Linked DNA regions of Anas platyrhynchos: region 1 is linked to region 2. The links are chromatin contacts, called in public Hi-C maps. All regions are on one chromosome and are shown on one strand. The core of a region is the stretch at or near the end of the contact, and the rest is flanking DNA. Distances in the headings are between cores, read along the strand shown. Region 1 overlaps SPIDR (scaffold protein involved in DNA repair). Region 2 overlaps SPIDR (scaffold protein involved in DNA repair).

Region 1 (5,283 bases), core at 129-2,628, 80 kb after region 2:
GGAGTCTTGGATTGTTTCTTTGCAACTTTGTGGTTGGGCAGCCACATCCCTTTGTGCTTTATTTGTCGCCCACTTGTTTGATTAGATTAAGGAAGGATTAAAGGATCCAGCGCCCTTAGAAAAAGGCAACCCATAGTTTATAAATGTGTAAATATAATGTAATTGCTTCTTAATTCCTTGTGTTAAGTAAAAAGGAGGATTTATCATCAGATAAACCCTAACACTTTGGAAAGTCAAATGAAGGCGATTTGCTGACTCAGAGGTGTGTGTGCCAAAGATCTCCTGCAAAGCTCAGGTTTTAGATGACATGAAGAACTTCAGCTACTTTGATCTATCTGCGATCCAGACAATGTATCTTGCCAGTCCACACTGATTTCTGACCACTCTGCCTTCCCGTAATGAAAGGAGTTTTTGTGAGGTTTTGTCTCCACTTGGAAAGCTTAGGATTTGCCATCAATCGGTAGGTCAGCGCTGTTTACATTAGCAGTGGTGAAGCATATAATAAGGGCAGGACTCAGCTTTTATTCTAGAAATTAATGCTTAAAAGCCCTGGTGGCCATGCTTCTATCTCAACCATTAGCAGAGATGTACTGGTGGTAATTCTGGGGAAGTCACTGGCCTAAAAGCTTAGCCAAAAAAAAAAAACAAAACAACTTAGTAACTTCCTGCCTTGTGAGTTCAGTTGACCTCCTTGCATTTGTTTTTTATTTGCTTCAAAAAAATGAAGTCAAAACAAACAAACAAACAAAACCCACAGAACTCTTTAAAACAAAGGAATAAAGTGAACTGTGTAAAACACCCATGTCCTGCGTGTGTGGATGCAGGTCAAGGGCTCTGCCAGCATGCAACGCTCTGCAGATGGTTTCATGGAGCATCTCAGCGACAAGCTGAATCAGTTTTGTACAGATGCTGTCAGTTTCAGTTGTGTATTATTTTACTCTTTGTGAATTAGCATCTTGATTCCTGGGTACCTTGCCAGCTGTTTTTCCTGCCTCCTGTGGCAGAGGAGTGGAGAAGCATTTCTATAGGCAGCACCGTCCCCTTACGCTTCTGTAGCACGCTGGCAGTGGTAAGTTTCACCTACTTTATTCTTTTTGTGGTTTGAAGTGTGTTATTTCTCTTCTTTCCGTCTCCAGCTTTGCTGTCAGTGCTCCATATTGTGATTGAGACTGTTGTTATTCTGCCTCACAGACCTGTAACCAGCTGGTTCTCCACCAGCTACCTGCAAGAAACTGCGATCCGTAGAGCAAACAGCACGGCCCCACTTACATGTCTCTGCTAGGCTGGTGTCAAAACACTGCTATCAGAAGTGACGTCAATTCTGTGTCAAAGGTTTCTGTTGTCTTTTTATTTTTCTTCCCCTGAAGACCCTGAACATGATCTGTTAAGAGGCTCGTACAGTGATTACTCACTTTTCACCCTAGCATAAAGGCACGCAGCTTGCTTGTCTGCCACAGGGCGCCTGAAGGCAGTTTCTGAAAGGTGCAGAGCACTGCCCCAAGTGTAATAAGGGGCCTCCCTATAAAGAGCCCTATCTTAAAGAGTGTAAATTCTCACTGTGAGAAAGCTAAGGTCAACTCTGGGTACATTATAAATGACTTAAGCTGCAACGAGGTTAGGTACCACACTTTGAGAAAGGTATTTAAATCGCAGTCTTTAGTGTTTTAGATTTTTCTTTTACTTCTGTTAACTTAGGATTTGAACCATTTTGGTGCTTCAGTTTTTACAGGAACTAGGTTACATTAAAAAAACGATTTTGGAAGCAGCTTTCACACCCTTGGGCAGTTCCTGGCTGCCTACCACAACTGTGCTGCAGCAAGTCACAGTCAGTATTAGTGCTGAAGACCTCATTGCCCTTGGAAGCTGGGTTTTGATTATAATTTGCATGTTTTTTTAAGGCAGCAAAGAGTGTAAGGTAGGGGATGGTACCAGGAGCTCTGGCACCCGTGGTCAAGGCCCGTGGCACACCTTCACCCCGGCTGTCCCGCGTGTTCCTGTGACATGGCCCAGTCTGCTTCTACCAGGGGCTCTGCCAAAGGTGGCTGGTCCAACTATCAAATGCTCATTTTTTTTGAAGGCAGGGGGGGTTAGTTTGCTTTGTTTTTCAAGTTGGGTGAGACCTTGATCTGGTTTTGCAGCACAACCCACAGACTTAAGCTGATAAATGAGAGGTGGGGGTAGACCACAGTGTGAGGGTGGGAGCACCTTTAACTGGTGTAGCTAACATCTTGTAGTGTGAGCCAGAGCTTCCTCTGCTGGGTCGCTTTAGACAAGTTGCCATCCTCTCCCTTCATTTCTGATTGCCTGAGATGAGGGGAAAAATACCTTAACTCAATCAGGAATCACAAGACACCTATTTATTAAAACTGCTGTGTGAGCCTTGTAATTTTTGTGTAATTCTCAAAGATCTCCAAGAGAAGGATACTATTTAAGAACTAGATATTGTTTTCAGTCAGTTACCATGACATGCTGATGCAGTAACAGTTTTAATTTTATTAAATAAATTAAAAAAAAGTCAGGAAAGGAGACATCCTGCACTCTTAGAAATCGAGCTAAGCATGCTGAGTTTCCAGGTTTTATAACAGTAGGTCGTTATTCTGAGGACTGAAGCTATGTGCTCAGAAAAACATTCAATTGGTTGGACAAATCCATTTAGTAGAGGTTCTGAGAAGTCACTGATGTTCTCCTTTCTCTTTTGAATCTACAGTAAATGTGATTTCCCTCTCCAGGTCTGCAGGACTAGCTTAAAACAGCCCCTTGGTCTTGGAGTTAAGTTATCCATTACTTTGTTAAAACAGCGGTGCAAAATGAATGGCCATGGTACAAGATGGTGGCAATTTGGAAATGCGGTTCCTGAGCTGCACTGCCTGATTTTGTATGCCAGTGAGTTAAGTGAAAGCATGGAGCTAATAAGTATTTTGAGTCCTAAATGTGAAAGTCTATTTCAGTTTAGCTTTACCTCAGTTTCCTTGTGCACTTTCTTTGTCTGATAAAAGCCAATACACCCACGTACGTGTACAAACAAACAAGAAAGCTATGAACCGAGTAAGGCGTCTCTCGTGAAGGCTGGGAAGGAGGGGACTGGTGTTTCTGTCCCTATATGTGCACGCTCCAAGGCACGCTGATACCAGCAGGCTCATGGAAGCCATATAAACATGCCGTTAGCGGGATGTGAAACTACGCGGCAACTTACACCTATAGTTTGGAGTTTCAGTACATTTCTGTTGAAAATTGGCCTTTTAGATAGATTTGTGTGTTTTGTTTCTACGGGGAAGAGTGAGTTGGCAGAGTGTCTGGGCGATTAAGTCTTTTGCTATGTTGATAATACATAGCAGAGGTAATAGTTTGATAAAGGTGGAGCTGTAATGCTCTTTAAGCTCTATACTGGCCCTTAATTACTAGAATATGACTTATGTTGTACTAATGGTAATTTTCCCTTTGATGTGTCTGGCTTAAGACTTAGACTTAAACCCATCTTTGTGACTTATCTTTTCTCTGAACTGAGAGGGCTCAAGAATGAACACTTCCGAGAGTACGAGCTGGCTATGGGGAAAGCACCACGTTTTGCTTTGTTCCTCCATCTCTTTCTCTATGATTACTTCTATAAAAGCTGCAGGTTCAAAACTAAGATGGAATTGTGTGAACAAATACTTCCAATTACTGTAATGGTGTGGACCTAAATAGTAATCCCTCCTGGTTTCAAGAACCAGACACTCTTGTGCTGAATGTTAGTGAGAAGCTGGAGCCATTACCCTGAAGCCCTACACAAAACAGGCATCTGTTGTTTTGTGGGTGGCTTAAAGTTCTGGTCTTACAAATGTAGTAGGATCAAAAATGAAGAGAAATTATTGCAATAGTCACATTTCAAATCCTGAACTTCTGATTTTTGTCAGAAGAAAGCATAAAGTAAAAAATCTCTGATTCATGATATGTTGGTAACATTCCTGAAAGCAGGCAAGTTCTGTATGTTAGATAACAAAATGAGGGCAAAAATGATAAAAAAAAAAAAATCTGCTTTTTTTTTTTTTTTTTTTTGCTATCAGCCAGTGTTGGGCTTATCTGCGTTAGAAATGTGGGTTTCATTTTTTTTGCGTTGGAGCAGCTAAACTTTGATGCAGCCTCTCTGTTTGACTTCCCGTGGTTTTAGAAAAGGCAGAGCAGTGGTGGAACCTGGGGCTAACATAAGGCAAAGCTCCCTTCCTTGTGCGGGGTATAGCCATACCAGTATGAAAATCCCTTGGGATGGCTGTGCCTCTGAGACTTCGATTTTATTGCATTGTATCCACTTTGTTATGTAAAGCTGTAATTCCATGGTTGATTTACATTTCATGGTTGATTTACATTTTGTGTGTAAATTACAAGTTATTTATTTTGCTTTTTTTTTTTTTTTTCCTTAGGCACCAAATAACTCAAATTTAAATCTTGCCAGTATAACCGATTAACCTTGTAATAGCATCTCTGAGATATTAATGTGCGCACTACCTTATCTGGTGCTTTATCTGACCTTTATCTGTTGATTTTAATATCCTTTGTGGTTGCTGGTGACGTGTTTCTGTTGTAGACAGTGAGGGATTTTGGCTCCTGTTTATTTCTCTGGTTTATCCTCATTCACTCTGTGCTGTTCTCTCAAAGAAATGACTGCATCAAGCAGAAAAAAAAAAAAAAGAAAAAAAAAAAAAAGAAAAAAAAAAAGATGTTAAACCATAGCCCAGAAGCAGAGTAGGAGATGCATCTGCATGAAGAGTTCAGAAAGCATGCTGCAAGTTGCGTGTGCAGTGCCACTACTCTCACGTGGACTGACAGTGAGAAAAGCTTAGAAATGAATTGCTCATCCTGAACCAAATGTATCCCTTTCCAGCATAATTTTCGTGCCTGTGACTTATGTAAATTATTGATATAAAAACTGATGATGTAGGGTAAAATTTAGCTGTAGCAAAAGCTTGCAGCCCTGTGTCATCTTGCAAGGCTTGGGTGCTTGTCTGGTGCAACACGAAGGTGATGCGTGTCACAAAACCAGCAGAAAACTGGGAGGTGGGAGGAGCGTGTCCTTTTGTTGTTTCACTGCATTCAGTGGGCTCAGTAGGATCAAGCATATCCTAGAGAGGTAAAAGGCAGGAAGGAAGGGAGATTGCAGCTGCAGGTCTTCCTGGCTTGTGGAGCATCACTTGCTGCAGCCGGAGCTGCAAGTGATGCTCATCCCTGCCCTCTTTCTGGAGATGGTTGCCCCCCGTCAGCAGATACTGGAGATGGGTGGGTGGGTAAATGTCCTTCATGTGTGCTACT
Region 2 (5,752 bases), core at 1,834-4,333:
TCCTTGGAGACGCTGGCAGTCTCCCTGCGGTTTGCCCACTGGCCAGCTGGGAGTGGCTCGAGAAAACTTCCCTAACCTGTGGATCTGGTTCTCGAGCAAACTTTCAGACTTAACAGTATCTCGGGACTCCTTGCCAAGCCCCATTTGGAGAGAGGGAAGGGTATTGGGGCAGGTTTTCAACGTTCGGCGGAGAACTGAGCTGTAATTTTGCGACAAATTTAATTGTGTGTGTCCAAATGATGGTGCCACAGGGATTGCTGTTTCTTTTCTCTCCCTGACAACCCAGTAAACTCCTCTGTAAACACAAGTCTGCTGAGGAGCTCCCCTCCATGAAAACCTTCCCCCATCTCCAGCACAAGGTAGTGGTTCTGGCTGTGCTCGGAGGGGAGAGCGGGCAGGGAGCTGCTTGGACGTTGAACACGTACAGCGTGAATGCCAACACACGTCTTTGTTCAATAAATCTTAATCCTTCTGTGCCTTCCTGAGGGATCTTTAAAGATAACCCATCAAGTCAAGGCACGTTGTTGGAAATTTACCTGTCTTGATATGAATTCCCTGTCACTTGTGTCATCAGCCATCTGTATATCTATTTGAATGCCTTCCCTTCCTATACTTTATCTGATACTTCTTCAGTTGCCTTCTTCATTCTGCAGTATGACCATCATAAAAACAGTAAATTAGGAATAATCATCTCCACTGTGGCTTCTGTTCTGTGAAGATGTTCGTCCTGTCAAATGGTCATTGTGTTTGCAGGGAGCTTTTGAAGCATCCATTCTTTAAGAAGTCCCATCCCCCACTTTGTCCTGGTCAACTTTTTTTTTTTGCGTATGAATTTGCCCTTAGTATATGTACTGCACAGAGGTAAACAAAAAGAGTATAAGAGTTGTATTTTTCATGCCTTTCTAGATGTTTGTTTACTTTAAGATGCCGTTACTTAGAAAAAAGCATTTTAAGAATCAAAAAATATAGCCACAAAACATCAAGGGCATAGTTTCTGTCCCATTATGTATTTTTTTTATCCTTAGGGCATTACGGGTAAACCACTATAGTACTAGAGCTAATACTATTTTAAGTCACAAGCAGGACTCTGAAAGATGTTTTCAAAGAAGATGACTTCTGAACGGATTTTCTGTGATACTAAACAGGGACCGAATAACTTCCTGCACAAGTTTTATTGTCTCGTTAGCAGTTTCTTTGCAGTTGTAGTAGTAGCTTGCAGTATGTAATAGTTAAGGCAAAAAATCCTCAGTGTAACTTTCACATGTAACACGTGCTCCTGATGTTGGAAGACCTGGCCAGGGACATGGATCGTCTCCTTGATGCGTGCCTTGAGTGTGTTACCAGAGAATCTGTAAGTAGGCAAAAATGCTGTATTTTTCAGCAGGTGGATGGAGGGTGCTGGATCAGCTACTGGGTCTGTTATCCTGCTTTTGTGTTACTTAGGGCCTGGCTGCAAGGTGCTGTCAGGACATGGATGGGGTCATGGGTGGTGGAACGGGCCCACCACCCAAATGGGTGACTGGGGAAAGTCCTCTCAGCCTGTCTGTGAGCTGTGATCGTGCACCTACAGGTGTCAGATATCCTCATCATTCCTGGAAGAGGAGGGTGGGATGCAGGAGACAGAAGTGATAACAGAAGGAAAGAGGAAGCAGGACTTGAGACTGGGCTTGGGGGGGAGGGAGAGGGGGGCAGTCCCAGGGTGAGGAAATGAGGAGAAGCAAGCTCAGATCCATATGTTATACAGAGGAAGTACATCAGGTTCATGGTTCATCAAGTTTATATTGCCCGTCCTTCTACTTGTTTGCTTTTTATCTCGTGGCAGAACCTCAGAATAATCCGTTTGTGAATGACATAACTTGATAGCAGATTATCCCCTATAGAAGCACAGGATGAGATACCTGCAGTGTCGCCTTTACTTGAAGGTTTGGAGAGGAAGTGAGTCATGAGCAGCTCCCTGCCTTTACAGCTTGTCACTCCCGCCCTTCTCTAGCTGAAAGGTGTGCTGGAATTTTCCAGGTACAGCACCAGGAGAGGTGAGAGGGAGAGCGCGTAGGCTGGGATTTAGGCAGGGAAGGGCTTGTCGTAGGGAGAACTCTTCGTTCACTTCACTTCTGGTAAGGGAAGGAATGCCAAAAGATAAAATTTAAATCAGAGATGGGAAGGGGAAAAAAAAGGCAGCAGATGTGTTTTAAAACACATCTAATGTCATCTTTGTGTTTATTACCTTTTTATTACCGTTTTCCTTTATTAATTTGAAACATACACTGACTTTTTTCCTCTCTCCGGCATGGATTTCAACACATTTTTGTGCCCGTGCCAGGAACACTGTGTTCTGTTAAGTCATTTAGTGACGTTGAGCACTGGCCTGAAGCCAAACTGGGTCAAGTTCATTCAAATAAGTTTCAGCGTAGGCTCCACGAGCAGTGTCAGTCCTGTCTTCACATGATAGGTGGCTCTCTTGTGTTAGTTTTCCAAAGAGCTTGGGCTTTCAGGGTTTTAAATTGTTCAGGGTTTTTCAGTTTTATTTCAGGTTTGGGTAAGGATTTGGGAGAAGAAAAAAAAAAGCCTCACCTTTCACAAGTTTGTGAGGAGAGAGAAATGAGATGCGCATGGGTTTGCAGAGCAGAACAAGGTCTGCAAGCTGCAGTGTGTGTTTAGTGCTTCCCCTTCTCTGACCACTATTTTTCGTTGGTTTTTTTTTTGACTCTGTCCTTGTAATGATTTTTAATCGGTGTATATTTTGTCCTTAAAGCAGGAGCAGCCGTGAGATTCCAGGGACAAAATCCTGCTCGTGACAAAAATGAAATGCATGAAACAGCACAGAGTGCATGAAAACTTCATGGCTGGGCTAGCTTAACTGCTTCCCTTTCCTACAGGAGTTTGTGTCTTGTTCTTTTAGCCCTGAGGTTTGAGCTACCCTTGAAAATACGGTACTTGAAGAAATCCCTTCTTTCAGGGTGAGCTTCCCATACGCAAGATTGTCTTGTGTTATGGTGTTAAAAAGTCAGATCGGTTTTGTCTGTCTCTTTATTCCAGCTTCCCTTTCAGGGGACTGTGTTGTTGCTACTTTGCATAGTAGCATACTTTTCCTTCCTGTAACCCTACCACAAATCACACTAGATCCCCTCCCCTCCCCTTCACTTCCAGTAACTGCTCTGTGAGCAATAATTTTGGAACTACTGGCAAAATAAAAGTCTTTGACAAACTCATAAAATCCTTATAACAGGACAGTAGTTGTAATGCCAGAGACATCAGTAAATGGTCTCTAAGACAACTGTTGATACTTAAGTATTTGATGAAAAACCCATTCTTCCATTTGCTTTGGGGATTATTTTTTTTTAAATTTTAATAGAGAATGAGAACTCAGGGAGGATTTGGTGTCCCTAGAGAGAGGGGACTAATTTTAAAGAGAATGGAGAAGCAAATTTACAAGTCATAATTTAGGTATGTTTTGAGCATCTCTCATTTGCACAGATTAGCCTTTTTTATTTTATTTTATTTTATTTTGTTCTTTTTAGCTGTGCATCAGGTTTCTGTGTCTTGGCTCAATTGGTGTTTGGCTTTTAAGGGAGAGAAACATAGTAGTGTCAGGTTCCCATGATTCAACACCCACTCTTAAGTTACCTGTTGGTGCTTGCTGGCTTATCTTCTCTGTGTGGGAGAGTGGAGGATGATCAGATTTGTGTTCATCACTAGGTGTCACTCACTTGCAATTACTTCAAGTATGTTTCAGGGCAAAAATTAAAAGTTCTTGCTTCCTACCTCACCCAAATTGGGTGTGTGGGGGGAAGGAGATGGTGTGAAATGTGGGGAAAAAAATTCCCATCCTTCTTTCCCATAAAGCCATTTTATGTTGTTTTGTAATTTTATTGCTTTATAGTATATTTAGATCTACGTTTTTGTTATTTGTATAGTTCTACTGATGCAAGAAAATAGACAAAATTTTATCATTGATATTTTTATCCCCAATATTACCAACTGTGGAAGATCTTAAAGAATAATAGGTAGCACTGTAAAAGATCTGGAAACCTAGATCACTGAATGCTTAGGAAAAAAATGTGGATGCCAGAACTCCATAAAATTGTTCTTGGGACCTGACCACTAAGCTATGTTGGGCAAAGGATGGTGATTAAAAATGTGTGCGAGCATAAAGATGACTTATACTTCTGTTATCTAGCAAATTATGTGGAATGTGGTGCATCTGTTGGTCAGCACCCTCCCTTGTCGGGCGGTAAGTACGGGGAGTGTATGTGCAGTTGCTGATCTACAAAAGACTTCAAAATTCTCACATCAGTGCTTACAAAAAAAATGTTGGAAGTGGGAAGGTTAAACAGTAAAAATCACTAGATTTGTTTAGAGTTGTTGAATGCACACTGAATGTTCCAAGTATTTTATTTCAGGAGAGTTTCCAGAGAGTAAAAGTATCAGTGAGGATAACTGGAAACTTCATTGGCAAGGGTGGTGATTTTTCTTCTCTTGTGCTTCCCACCCTTTCCCTTGCTTGTTCCCCTGAAACATGATGTCTTTCATCCAACCCAATTCTCTCGTTCAGTTTGGAGGCTGGGACTGCTGTGGATCAGGATGTTGTGTGGACTCTGCCTCACCTTTCAGGTTTGAGCGAGCTGGGTCTGTGCTATGTCTGCATTTGTCTTGTCAGGAAACTGAATCTCCTGGAGGGTCTCCAGACAGCGCTCACTGCTGAAAGTATCTGAATTATTTGGGTAATATTGAAATTAGACTTTGAGTATTGATTAAAAAAAAAACGTAAAAGGTTGAAGTTCCTTGTTTTCTCCCTCTCTCCTGTGTAGCCAGAAGTGTTAGTCCAAAAGCTGTAGTTACACACAAAAATCATCTTCCTTATCTTTTCTTATGTGTCAATAGTAGCGGTTATTTGAAGTCAACTACATTTCTGTGAAAGGTGACCTAAGCCAAGGAAGTCCTTCCTGGACGAAAATAATTATTTTTGTGGGTATGGAGTGATGACTTGGTGAATGTAACAATAAAGGAGCAAATCTACGGCAGAGCTGACAATACGGCAAGACAGAATAAGATTGTTAGAGCCAGCCTACTCTTGTATGCAAAATATTTGTGGGCATCCATAAAATGAAGTTACATGCTAGCCATATGAACAAGTAAATCCCTTAAGACCTGTGTCAAACCCAATGTTTGCAGCGTCTCAGCTCATATTTAGGCCTTAAACACACCATGAATTTCTTGTGACAGTTGAGAAGAAAACACAGCCTCCGCTGATACCTGTACAGATATGACAGAACTCTTAATCATAAGATTTAGTTTCCCTTCGCGAAGATTATAGGTTAAAAGATTCATCTCCTTGTTCTATCTCGGATTACTAAGTGTTTGTGGCTGTGTGTCACTGTATTTATCTGGTCCGCATGTTGTATTTGAATTTAACTGAGAGTGTGTTTGGATGAATAAAGTAGCATAATTCCCTTCCCTTCCCCTGGAGGAGAGGTGGGTTTCTTTAAAGTATGGAGGCTATTATGACTAACTATATAATTGCACCTTTCATCAGAGTAAAGTATTTTAGATACACGGTAGCCCCATTTGGCCCCTCGGTGTTGAACTGGAGAACATCTCAAGATGCATAGTATGGCCTGTAGTCATCGTCGTCACTTTTAGTCACTCAGCATGGTAAAGCCACCATGCAGGAGTACGCACGGCTGCGTGATTTACTTTTGGGGTGGTGGGGAGGGGAGGGAAGAAAGATGCTACTGTAAATATCTTTTTCTGC

The links. A called contact is a pair of places that touch in the nucleus more often than the background predicts.
Region 1: a Hi-C map of F1 follicle shows a contact between it and region 2, with 2.3 times the contacts expected there. The contact joins two enhancer-like sites.

The regions. Positions count from the first base shown.
Region 1 is chr2:46,207,268-46,212,550 of IASCAAS_PekinDuck_T2T, forward strand. All of the region lies in intron 8 of SPIDR (scaffold protein involved in DNA repair), which reads left to right. Among named protein-coding and RNA genes, the nearest start is that of CEBPD, 92 kb to the right of the region's middle. Within about 2 kb of position 1,379, at least 5 of the 8 cell types and tissues checked have an H3K27ac peak or open chromatin away from gene starts, as enhancers often do. A contact at or near this core is called in F1 follicle, where this site is marked.
Region 2 is chr2:46,125,683-46,131,434 of IASCAAS_PekinDuck_T2T, forward strand. The region is part of intron 5 of SPIDR (scaffold protein involved in DNA repair); the gene reads left to right. Among named protein-coding and RNA genes, the nearest start is that of SPIDR, 31 kb to the left of the region's middle. Within about 2 kb of position 3,084, at least 7 of the 8 cell types and tissues checked have an H3K27ac peak or open chromatin away from gene starts, as enhancers often do. A contact at or near this core is called in F1 follicle, where this site is marked.